Regions from separate parts of the Mus musculus genome. Here all the other regions are linked to region 3. A link is a contact called in public promoter capture Hi-C data. All regions are on one chromosome and are shown on one strand. The core of a region is the stretch at or near the end of the contact, and the rest is flanking DNA. Distances in the headings are between cores, read along the strand shown. Region 1 holds the start of Smg5 (Smg-5 homolog, nonsense mediated mRNA decay factor (C. elegans)). Region 2 holds the start of Rhbg (Rhesus blood group-associated B glycoprotein). Region 3 holds the start of Atp8b2 (ATPase, class I, type 8B, member 2).

Evidence for each region. Promoter capture Hi-C pulls out the DNA fragments that hold promoters and counts their contacts.
Region 1: a contact with region 3 is called in a promoter capture Hi-C map of liver, with 2.5 times the contacts expected there. The contact joins the promoter of Smg5 here to the promoter of Atp8b2 in region 3. A contact is called at or near these places in 6 of 39 promoter capture datasets (the C10 cell line, cranial neural crest, hippocampal neurons and 2 more), 2 of 115 datasets of contacts at active chromatin or transcription factors (astrocytes and forebrain) and 2 of 9 other capture datasets (liver and pancreatic islet).
Region 2: a contact with region 3 is called in a promoter capture Hi-C map of liver, with 7 times the contacts expected there. The contact joins the promoter of Rhbg here to the promoter of Atp8b2 in region 3. A contact is called at or near these places in 4 of 39 promoter capture datasets (hippocampal neurons, liver and pre-B cells) and 1 of 9 other capture datasets (adipose tissue).

What each region holds. Positions count from the first base shown.
Region 1 is chr3:88,334,612-88,338,245 of GRCm38.p6, forward strand. It overlaps Smg5 (Smg-5 homolog, nonsense mediated mRNA decay factor (C. elegans)), which reads left to right and starts at 1,649. Exons shown (of 22, transcript NM_178246.3): 1 at 1,649-1,886. The coding sequence starts at 1,813.
Region 2 is chr3:88,253,107-88,256,462 of GRCm38.p6, forward strand. Rhbg (Rhesus blood group-associated B glycoprotein) reads right to left here and starts at 1,578. Exons shown (of 10, transcript NM_021375.3): 1 at 1,363-1,578. The coding sequence starts at 1,540.
Region 3 is chr3:89,961,384-89,964,985 of GRCm38.p6, forward strand. Atp8b2 (ATPase, class I, type 8B, member 2) reads right to left here and starts at 1,955. Exons shown (of 28, transcript NM_001081182.3): 1 at 1,774-1,955. It also overlaps the pseudogene Aqp10-ps.

The sequences.
Region 1 (3,634 bases), core at 399-2,898, 1.6 Mb before region 3:
GAGGTGTGGACTTAATGTATTCTGGGATCTGTAAGAGCTTCCAGCTCAGGGAAGCATCAGGGTATAAAAGTGGGTTTGTGTATCAAAGGGTGCTCAGAGTAAATTGGCTAAAAGATGACACTGCAAGTTTGTTCATCCAGTAAATGTTTATTGGGTATCTATTATTAATGAGGCGCTATTTCTGTGGTGGTACAAGCCTTTAATCCCAGCACATGAGGCAGAGGCAGGCAGATTTCTGAGTCTGAAGCCAGGCTGGTCCAGCAGCCAGAGTTATGTAGAGACTCTCTCTCTCTCTCTCTCTCTCTCTCTCACACACACACACACACACACACACACACACACACTCCAACAAACAAAAAAAGTGCTAGTCTAGGCACATGTACAGAAAAGAACAAAGTGACAAGGTTTCTAGCTGTTCAGGTAACCAACATTAAAGTTCACACCAAATCAGTAGTAGAATTTCAGTAGTGAGAGCCTCTTTAGGGTGACTGAAGCTGAAACCCAGTGGAAGTTCCCTGTAGAGGAACAGCGCAGCCAACAGATGGAAAAAGACTTGAGGCAGTTTGAGGAATAGAAAGGAGACTTGGTGGCTGGAGCCAGGAGCATAGTGGTATATACATTGCCATTATAATGTGGAGAGAGAGAGAGAGAGAGAACCCCAAAGATCCGCCTTATAGTTAGGAAAACAATAGGGCTGACAAGATGGCTCACCAAGCCTGACTACCTGAGTCTGATTCCCCAGAGAACCACACTTTTAAAAGAAAACTGACTCTCCCAAGTTCTCTGGCCACGTGTATGTTGTATGCATGCACCCACAAAATATAAATAAATAACTCTCTCGGGAAGAATTCCTTTAAAAAACAAGCAACTTCAGGAGCCACCCCTCAGGCGCGCTGGGATTTTGGCAGCTGACTTGACCTTGTGCATGCCGATCTCCACAACCTCCGGATCTTAAAATCTTTTCGCTGCCCCTCTTCTGCAACGATGTCTGATTCAATGATAGCTGGCCCATTCGTTTTATTATTTTATGCACTTTGGCGTTTTGCCTCTAAACATGTCTGTATGAGGGTTTCGGACCCCCTGGAGCTGGAGTTTCAGATGGTTGTGAGCTGCCATGTGGGTAGTCACTTCTCCAGCACCTAGCTGTCCCATGGCGAGCTTTGCACTCTACGGTCTCTTTTCTTTTCCCCTGGAAACTTAATTTTTTTAAATTCATTTTATTTTGGGGGCTAGGGAGCGTGACACGGAGCTCGCGTGTGAAGTTCAGGCCAACCTGCTGGAGTCAATTCACCTTATACCATGCGGGCTCCAGGGGTCGGGCTCAGGTTGGCCGCAAGCGCCTTTAGCCGCTGAGTCATCTCGCCAGCGCGCTCTTTTTAAACTTGAGACAGGGTCTCTGCACGTAGCAGGGTGGGAACTCGCTGCAGGTTGCCTCGGCTGCCGACGAGCTAGGCGGATGAGCCTGCGCTAGAACGCTCAGTTTCTCTACATCTGTGGCAATAAAGTGTCCCCCGAGGACTTAAGCCCAGCAGAAGCCATGCCACCCACAACCAGCTCGGTTGACTTCCCGGAGAGAGAAGGCAATTTTTCGCGAGACTTGGTGGGTTGGTCGCCGGTCCGCGGCTTGGCGGCAGCTATCGCGAGATTTGATAGGTGGAGGAGGAGCCATCTCAGGCAGCCGCCTCACAGCGATGGCGGCCGAGCAGGGCCGGCGGCAGTGGCGGCTGCGGGTACAGCTGGAGACGGCAGTGGAGGCGCCAGTGGTGGGTGGCGGGGGCCTGTGACCAGGAGGTGCCCTCGGGCCCAGGCACCATGAGCCAAGGCCCTCCTCCAGGGGAGAGCAGCGAACCCGAGGCAAAGGTCCTCCACACCAAGCGGCTTTACCGGTGAGAGGGCCAGGGTGTGTGTGTGCAGCCGCGGCGGGGAAGCGGGGCCGGCGAGGGGCGGGGCCTGCGGCTGGCGGGCGGGCCGGGCGAGGGCGGGGGTGCAGCGGGGTGCGGGCGGGCGTCCCGGGAGGAGCTGAGAAGCAGTGGGTGGGTGGGTGGGTGGGAGGTTTGAAGCGAGTGCAGGAACCCCTGCCGCGGTGAGCCTAGCGTGACGCGGGGCTTTGCGGAGTTGGAGAGAGCCGGTGGGAATTGGGGGCAGCTGAGGATGGGGGTCACGGGTGGAGAAGACCCGAAAGGGACTGGTGCTCAGAACCCTACCGGGCACCTGTGGTTTACTGGAAACAGCCATTGACTGACGTCCTCCAAACCAGGTTCATGTCCTTCATTTGCCCCTCTCGCTATGTGACCTTGGGCCTCAGTTTCTTCCTTAAAAGGAAGGATTTGAGCCGGGCGTGGTGGCGCACGCCTTTAATCCCAGCACTCAAGAGGCAGAGGCAGGTGGATCTCTGAGTTCTGGGCCAGCCTGGTCTACAGAGTGAGTTCCAGGACAGCCAGGGCTACACAGAGAAACCCTGTCTCGAAAAACAAACAAACAAAAAACAGAATTTGATTGATGGCTCATCCCTGGCTGCTCTTCCCGAGGTTCCTGGTTCGATTCCCAGCACCCATATAGCAGCTCATTAACTGTAACTATGGGATCTGACACTCGCACAGACATACGTGTAGGCAAAACACCAGTGCACAAAAATTAAAGGTAAATCTTTTAAGAAAGAAATTTCAAATTTTATATACATATATAGGTTTGATTTGAATACACTATGAAATCCATTATGGCTTACATTTTGTGGACTCTTGAGTTGGAATAAAGACTAGAAAGGCTAATTATTTTGTTGACTAGGAAGGAGGACTTTGGGTTCATCGGTGCAGGCACCCTGTGACTCAGTTCTTCCTTAGGATCTCATGTCCACAGAGTGTAGGTAAAACGTAGATCGCAGAGCTGAGTCATGGGAAGATGAAGAGTGGAGACCACGCTGACTGTTCTGCCTTCTAGTAGGAGGTGGAGCTCCAGCTTCCGTCTTACCTCAGGCCCTGCTGAATGGAGGCTGCCATGAGAAAACCCAGAGCTGCTTGATTCATGTGCTCTGCCTCTTCTGGCCTTGTAAGCTAGGAGGCGAAAGGGAATGTAGGCCTGTTTGGAAATAGGAAGTTGATGCCACGGCTTCCATCCCACCAAGGGGCCCCAAGCAGTGATCCCCAGGCCGAGGAGTTCTCCAGAAATGGCTTGTGTAACCAGTCATGCCTCGAAGTGCTGAGCAGCCTGTCAGACACAGCGTGGGCAGTGTCTTCGATATTCCTTGCTTGTCTCCAGCCTGGGGAATGGCTCTGGACAATCTTCTGACTGTGTCAGGCCAGCTTTCTCAATTTCTCACACCTTCCTTTCTCAGGACTGACAGGTTGAGCTGGTGTGTGACAGGTTGCTTGCAGTATGTGACTTGTATGTATGTATGTGGGTATGTGTGTGTGTGTGTGGGGGGGGGGTTATCTGTGACTGTGTTGGTTTTGAGCAGGGTAAACAACTGAGGCAGCCAGTTTTGTTATGTTTGTGTTTGGTGTGTGTACATGCATGTGTGTGTGTGTGTGTGTGTGTGTGTGTGTGTAAGGCACTGGTGATGACATTCTGACTTTTGATAAATGTGTTAGTCTGTGGAGCTGTCATTGAGTTTCAGAAAATTGGAAAAACTCCTGAA
Region 2 (3,356 bases), core at 328-2,827, 1.7 Mb before region 3:
TGTTTCGGACCCTCTTAGACAACCAAAACTCACCTCCTTCACCTGCCTGGCTCATTTCCTCTCAACCCCCAGCTCTGTGGACAGTGAGTGTCCATCAGTATAGGGCCGGCTTTAGGGCTTTGGTTTTGATTCTAGCTTCTCTGAGGCCTGAATGCTGCCAATCCCTGCCACAACTAGGAATGAACTGTGGAGACGGAGGTGCTGTGGTTGTTTGGGGGGTCTGGTGCTTCCTGGCACAGTTCAAAGTCTCCCTTAGCCCTTTATGTCCCCATTGCTGGGAAAGGGCAGGGTGAGGTGGGGACAGCCTGTCAACAGCTCAGCGGCAGAAAGTGGGTTTAATAGCCTTGTTGCTTTTTGCATGCCCTTCAAACAGACATTTTCCCTCACTCCTTTTTGGTGTTTGTTTGTTTGTTTGTTTGTTCGTTTGAGACAGAGTTTTGTTAGCTCAATCTGGTCTCAGATTCACAGTGTGGCTGAGGCTGGTTTTGAACTCCAGATCATCCCTCCTCCACTACTGGAGCACTGAGATTACAGGCACAAACCATCACCCCCAGCTTCTTCCTGGCACTTGGATGAGGAACTGGAACTAGAGAAGGTTGACTTGGGCATTAGAGGGAGGGGCAGTGTGCTTGGTCCCAGATGTCCAGTGCCTCAGTTACAACCTCGAAGGAAATGCTCTGTCTCCATGAGGGGGTTAACTCCCTGTCCAGAACCTTGTCAGGAGGCAAATGGTCAGTGGTCAAGTTTATGATGTGTAAGCGCTATTCTAGCTGTGCGATCCTTGGTGGGTGATAATGGGCACCCCGCAGCCACCTTAAACTGTGAGATGAGATAATAGTGCAGCACCGAGCACAGCCCTAGCCCGCCTCACACTGGCCTTGAAACTGGCAAATGGGTCCAGGGTCCTCTCACTCTCAAACCTGGAGTGTTTGTGCTGAAACCAATCTTCGACGCCTGAACATGTGGGAATTTCACACCTAGTTCTCCCTCGTCTCCTCTGGCACCCTACCTGGCAGTCCCACCAAGATTCTCTTTCCTGTGGTCAAGCTGGACTCCTAGACAAAGTCAAATTAGCCCCAACGGAAGGTGAGACAGTAGCTAACACTGGGGCCACTTACAACTGGATTGAAGCCCCAGCTCCCCTTACTGTCTGACCCTGACTCTGACTGAGCCTTACCTCTCCTCAGCCTGAGATAGAGCATGTGCCATCCCCAGCAGTGCCTGGAACAAGAGGGACACTAGAGAAAGGGGACTATTTTAAAGCCCCGGCAGTCATCTTGGTGGCAGGAGTACCCATCAACGCCCTTCCCTACACACCCGGGACTTAGAGGCTTTGCTTCCCACGCCCTCGCCCGCACTCACTTGGGTAGCGAAAGTAAAACTCGTTGTCCACGTTACTGTGGTTGCCCCAGTGCCACAGGGCAGCGTCGGTTTCGTGGTTGTACCGGACAAAGATAGCAAAGAGGAGGGCAGTGGCGCCTTGGAAGAGCAGGCACAGCAGCGGCAGGACCAGGCGCCGGTGGCGGGGAACGCGGGCCATGAACGCGGCTGTGTTCTCCCGGTCTCCGGCAGGGCAGTGCCGGCCAAGCTGACTCCTGCCACCGCAAAGGTGAGGCCCCGCCCCCCGGAGGCCGTGCTGCTCCTTGGGGAGCCCCACCCCTCAGCTCGAGGTTGGCAGGGATTAGCCCCGCAGGTCAGGTCCTGTTTCCCATGGCCCCGCTGAGGCACCGGTGATGTGTGAGCTTCCCCAACTGTGCCCCAGCTGCCAGAGGGTGGAGAGAGGGGGAAAGGTACTCGCCCCTTTAAACCTGGTGTGAGAGATTGGCATCCAAGAAGCTAGTATCCTTTAAAGGTCCTACCTGGTTTCCCTCGGTTAATAGGAAGGAATCGGATTAATGCTGAGATCTTCCGTTGCCTGGCTGTAGAGATAAACCAGATGGCCCCTCTCAGAAGCAGTTGCCTCTACCACTCTACCACCTTTGTTGTTGTTGTTGTTGTTGTTAAAGATGTATTTAGTTATTTTATGAGTACACTGCCATTCTTTTTAGACACACCAGAAGAGATCATCAGATCCCATTACAGATGGTTGTGAGCCATCAAGTGGTTGCTGGGAATTGAACTCAGGACCTCTGGAAGAGCAGTGGGTGCTCTTAACTGCTGAGCCATCTCTCGGGCCCCAGCCTCTACCACCTTAAGTTGAGCTGAGATTACAGCTCCAACAGCCATGGTCCCTGAAGGACTCTAGCCGGTAGGGACACTGGTACTCTTGGTTCTGAAACCTGCAGTCCACAGGTGCAGGGACAGTAGGATAGCTTGCTAACCCTCTGCTCATTGTCCAGTTCTTCCACTGTCTCAGCAGGGACCTGAGCCTCTGCCCCTGCCTTTTTTGTGGACTTGGGAGGACACCTGGATTCTAGCTGTCTGGTTTCCTGTGCCAAGGGTCCAGCCAGGCACATGAAAGACCAGAGATCAGCCTCTGGTGACACAGCTCCCAGCTGGTCCATGTGGGCCCTGTCCAGAGACTCTCCATCACTCTTCAGTCAGCAGGAAGGTTAAGCATAAAGACTCAGCATCTATGGGTCACCCCCTGCGGGGGCCATCTCCTGTCCCAGGTGTGACTCCTGAGCCCTGCTTGGTGTCAGTAGTTGCTTGGGTGGTTCCAGCAGGTCTGGGAGGAAGAGCCTTCTATACCCCCAGAACTAGAGAAAGGGGAAGAGAGAGCTGTGGTCTGATTTTAACCTCCTCTTAACTCCATACCTCCCTTCATCTACAACTCCTCCAGGGCCTGACTTCCCCCTTTTCTCTTCTTCATTCATTCACTCAATAAATACTCATGTAGTGTCTACCCTGGGCTAGGTCCTAGGGTTGGAACCAGATAGTCTAGTACAAGGATATAACGGGCTTAGGCCCTGAAGGTCCCAGCCTAGCAGATGTTAGCTCTTCAATCGCTGAGTCAGGGGAGGGCTTCAGAAGTTCCTTTGGAAAGACAGAAGAACTGGGCCAACATATGGTCAGCATATGGGACGTTCACTCCCTTGTAAGGCGTGACCTTGAAGTGTTAACACTGTGTGACAGACACCAGCCGGTATTCTTTCTGGTCCAATACAGCAAGACCCTGAAAAGCTTTGCTAAGGCTCCCCCGCCTGTCTGCTTCCTGAGAAGACTCTCTAACCCACCATCCATCAAGCATTAGTCCTGGCTCTGTTGATCACTTGCTGAGATCTGGCCCTTGGTTCCCCCTCCTAGGATCCTGTGAAGTGATGGGCTTCGTGTCTCACTCCTTTCTCAACTGCAGGCCTCTGAGGGACGTCTGTATCACCAGTCTCCGTCTGTCTAGTCTTGAGATCTGCCCAATC
Region 3 (3,602 bases), core at 705-3,204:
CAGATATAACAAGTGAGACGTAGCTCTCAAGGTATCCACCTGAGGAACAATGGCTGTCCCGTGTGCCGTCCTAGTGGCAATGACAGCTGCTGCCGGTACTAGAAAGCAGAATGTGCCCTAGTGGGTTGGGTGGAGAGCTAGGAACCAGGAAACACCTGGCAGAGCATCAGGAAGCAGGGTGGCCATGTTCCACCCTTCTAGAAAGCTCCTAATGTCCCCACCCCTACTTTCATTACTGGGGCTTCCATTATCACCTCCTCCCCAGGAGGGTTCTCATCAGACACATGGCCACCACTTCCTGCAGACAGTCCTCAAACCATTTCCTCTCAATCTTGTCCAGCCACCCTCTGGGGCCATCAGAGAGGTCTTCCCAGTCCTGCTAAGGGGTCACCATTCTCTCTCACCCCGAGTCTACTCCAGTCAGAATGACACTAAGAACAGGCTCAAGAGAGCCTCTGCTTCCTCCCACCCTCTCATGTACTTTCTCCTAAAAAGGTGTAAGTCCAGGCCACAGGAAACTCCTCTTCCTTCAGATGGAAAGCCTTGCCCCTCCTTAGTTCCCTTGCCTCTAGCCTGTCAGTCCCAAGAGATACTAATTGCCTGTCTGCCCAATCTCTGTAATTACTGACTGTGGTCCTAGCCCAGCCATCCTCTCCCGCTCTCCCTTCACTAATGTGCACTCCCTCCTTGACCTCAGAGCAGACAGTCCTGAGGGGCACTAAGTCCTTTTCACTCCTGACTCTCCACAACTGTGGCAAGCAACAGTGGCTGCCCCCTTGGCTCTGGAAGAAAAACCTCATGAACAATTTGGCGATGCCAAACCCTCTTCCAGGGCCCCAGCCAGGGTCTCCACCCAATCTAGAGCATGAGTCACGGGGAGGGTGGAGTGTGGAACCAGACGCTAAAGGAGAGGATGCAGGGTGGGCATTGCTGGCTCCTACCCAGCCCCACTCGAGTGGGAGGCTATCAAGCATCGTTAGCCCTAACATCTGGGTCTTCCTTCTTGGAAAGAGTTAACAGTGGAGCAAGCTGACCATCAAGCGTCAAGTCTGGATACAGATCAGGAAAGTACTTTTACCTCTAGGACCCTGGGGAGACTGAGAACAACTTTGGCCCCAATCCTCGAGAGGGGTGCAGTAACAAGGTCCCCCTCTCAGGATATCCTGGTTTTCTAAACCGACTAGGCCCACCAGCCACGTCGCCTTGCCCCGTCACCCTACCCCAGCCCCCTCTGCAGCCACATCTGGGATAAAAATAGCCAGCCATGGGAAAGAGGCAGCGCTCCACGAAGGAAAAAAGACTCCTCCTCTGGGTCTGGCCTCCGCTCCTTTCCAACCAAGAGCCTTTTCAGGGGAAGCTAGCAGATAGACGAGACAGGAGAAAACAATAATACCGGAGGCCACCTTCCTTCCCTCTCCAAGGACAGTATCCAGGACCCACCACACAGCTCTGAGCTCCCAAAGCTAACATCCCTGGCACCCTTGGTTTTCCTGGGGCACAGAGAGACCTCCACCTTCCCGGGACAAATCCTATCAGCCCCAAACTCCCTCTCTAGGCACCTAAAGGCTGGCACCAGGTTACTCCTCACACCCCAGCTCCGCACGCCCCTTCGGGGCCCCATTTTCCCAGCTTGCGCACAGCTACCGGTTCTCTCCATCCTGGTAGCCCTTCTCTCCAGCCTCCCACAGCCGCTCCCCGTGGCACCGCTGCCCGCGCCTCCCAGAGCCGACCCTCCCGGTCCACACCCCCGGCCCCACGGTGGCAGCGCCTTACCTTAGCGCTCCGCGCGCGGCGCTCGGCCCGGCGGCCCCGTCCGGCCCATGCCGGGGGCTGGGGCGGGGGCGCTCGGCTCCGCTGCCCGCAGGCTCCCGCCCCCCCACAGCAGCCCGGCTCTCCTGACCCCCCCGGGGCCCCGGCCCGCTACTTTGTGTCAGTTTCGGCCGCGGGGCGGAAGTGACGGCTGCGGCCACGGGCGGGGGGCGGGAGGGGCTTTGGGGAGGTGAGGGGCGCGGCGTGCGCCATCTTGGTGCGTAGGGAAGGGGGGGGTCCCAAGCTCCAGCCGGGACACGCACACAATCGGCGAGGCTGGAGGACGCTGGGATGCTGCTGCTTTATTTTGGAAGCCAGAAACCGAGCGAATGCTGCTTTCTCTGCCAGAAACCATCTTCGGGGAGGAGCCTGATGCGGGAGTAGTGATGAAGAAGCCCCGTAGCACACTTCTCTCTAGCCCAAGTCTCTGCTGTGCTTCCCTCCTCGCCCTGGCTCATCTCAAGGCCTTTCACTTCCTGAAAAGGCACAGCTATGCATTGACTGGGAGTTGTGCCTCAGTTTCTCCACTTGGTTCTCCTGACGATAAGTAGTTGACTTTGCCCCTTACCACATTCCCTTGGGTGGTATATTACGCGCGCGGACACACACACCTCGAAGAACTATCTGAGGTCGTTGGCGCTCCTGTCAGGCCAAAGGTAGGAAACGTAGAGATTTCCCGAGCTGGCAGCCAGAAGACAGGAAGATAGCTCCGAGGCAGAGCCCTTGCCTAGGCCCTAAATCAAATCCCTAATGCCACAAAGTACGAGTGGTTTTGTTGTGTTGTTGTTGTTGTTTTGAGTCAGTGGGAGGGGATGTCTCACTATGTAGCTCTGAAAGGCCTGAAATTCTCAGAGACCCTAGGCGTGCTCCATCACTTCCGAGTCAAACTTAAACTGGGTTTTGTTTGTTAAAAAGATTCACTCTTAAACCGGGCGTGGTGGCGCATGCCTTTGGTCCCAGCGTGCGCCTTCGATCCCAGCACTCCGAGGCAGAGGCAGGCGGATTTCTGAATTGGAGGCCAGCCTGGTCTACAAAAAGTTCCAGGACAGCCAGAGCTATACAGAGAAACCCTGTCTCGAAAAACCATTAAAAAAAAAAAAGATTCACTCTTGTTAGGTGTGTTGAGTAACACGCTGAAGTCAAAGCCGTTATGGTCTGCATAGAAGATTTCAGTACTCCATAGGGAGACCTCGTCTTAAGACGAAAAAGTGAAGAAGGGAGAGTAGAGGAAACCAAGCTTCTCTCGAGAAGCTCCCAGGCCCTACCCCTCAAAGGATCCTAGGATCCCTCCACCCACCCGATTCTAGAAACCTTCCCAAAGCCAGCGTGCACACCCTCTGGCGGCTCCTTTAAGGAACTGCGTGCCTGGAAGCTCCCAGGGTAGAAGACCAGTCTGGAGTCCTTCAGGAGTGGTAAACAGAAGTGTCCTAGTCTGGCATAGTAATACAAAGAATATCTGTCTTGCGTGCTGGCCAGCTCATGGTGCTCTTGCAGAGTGGGATAAGATTGGTCCTTGTCACAGCTTACACTCCAGCTGAGCTAGAGTAACCAAGTCTGAAGCCTTGAGTTGAGATGCCATCACCTTTGGAAATGGTTCTAAATCCTCAGGATGGTGCAGAGCCACCAGGAGCTGGTATTCGGCTGTGCCCAGGGTGGCCCCCACCATAGGAGCCACTGGAGGCACCCACCACCAGCCATTACCAGCGCTGTAATGGAAAGACAAAGGGAGGGGTCAGAGGTGGCTCTTAGACACACCTCTTCCCATAAGCCAGGACTAGTAAGGCAGGCCCTCA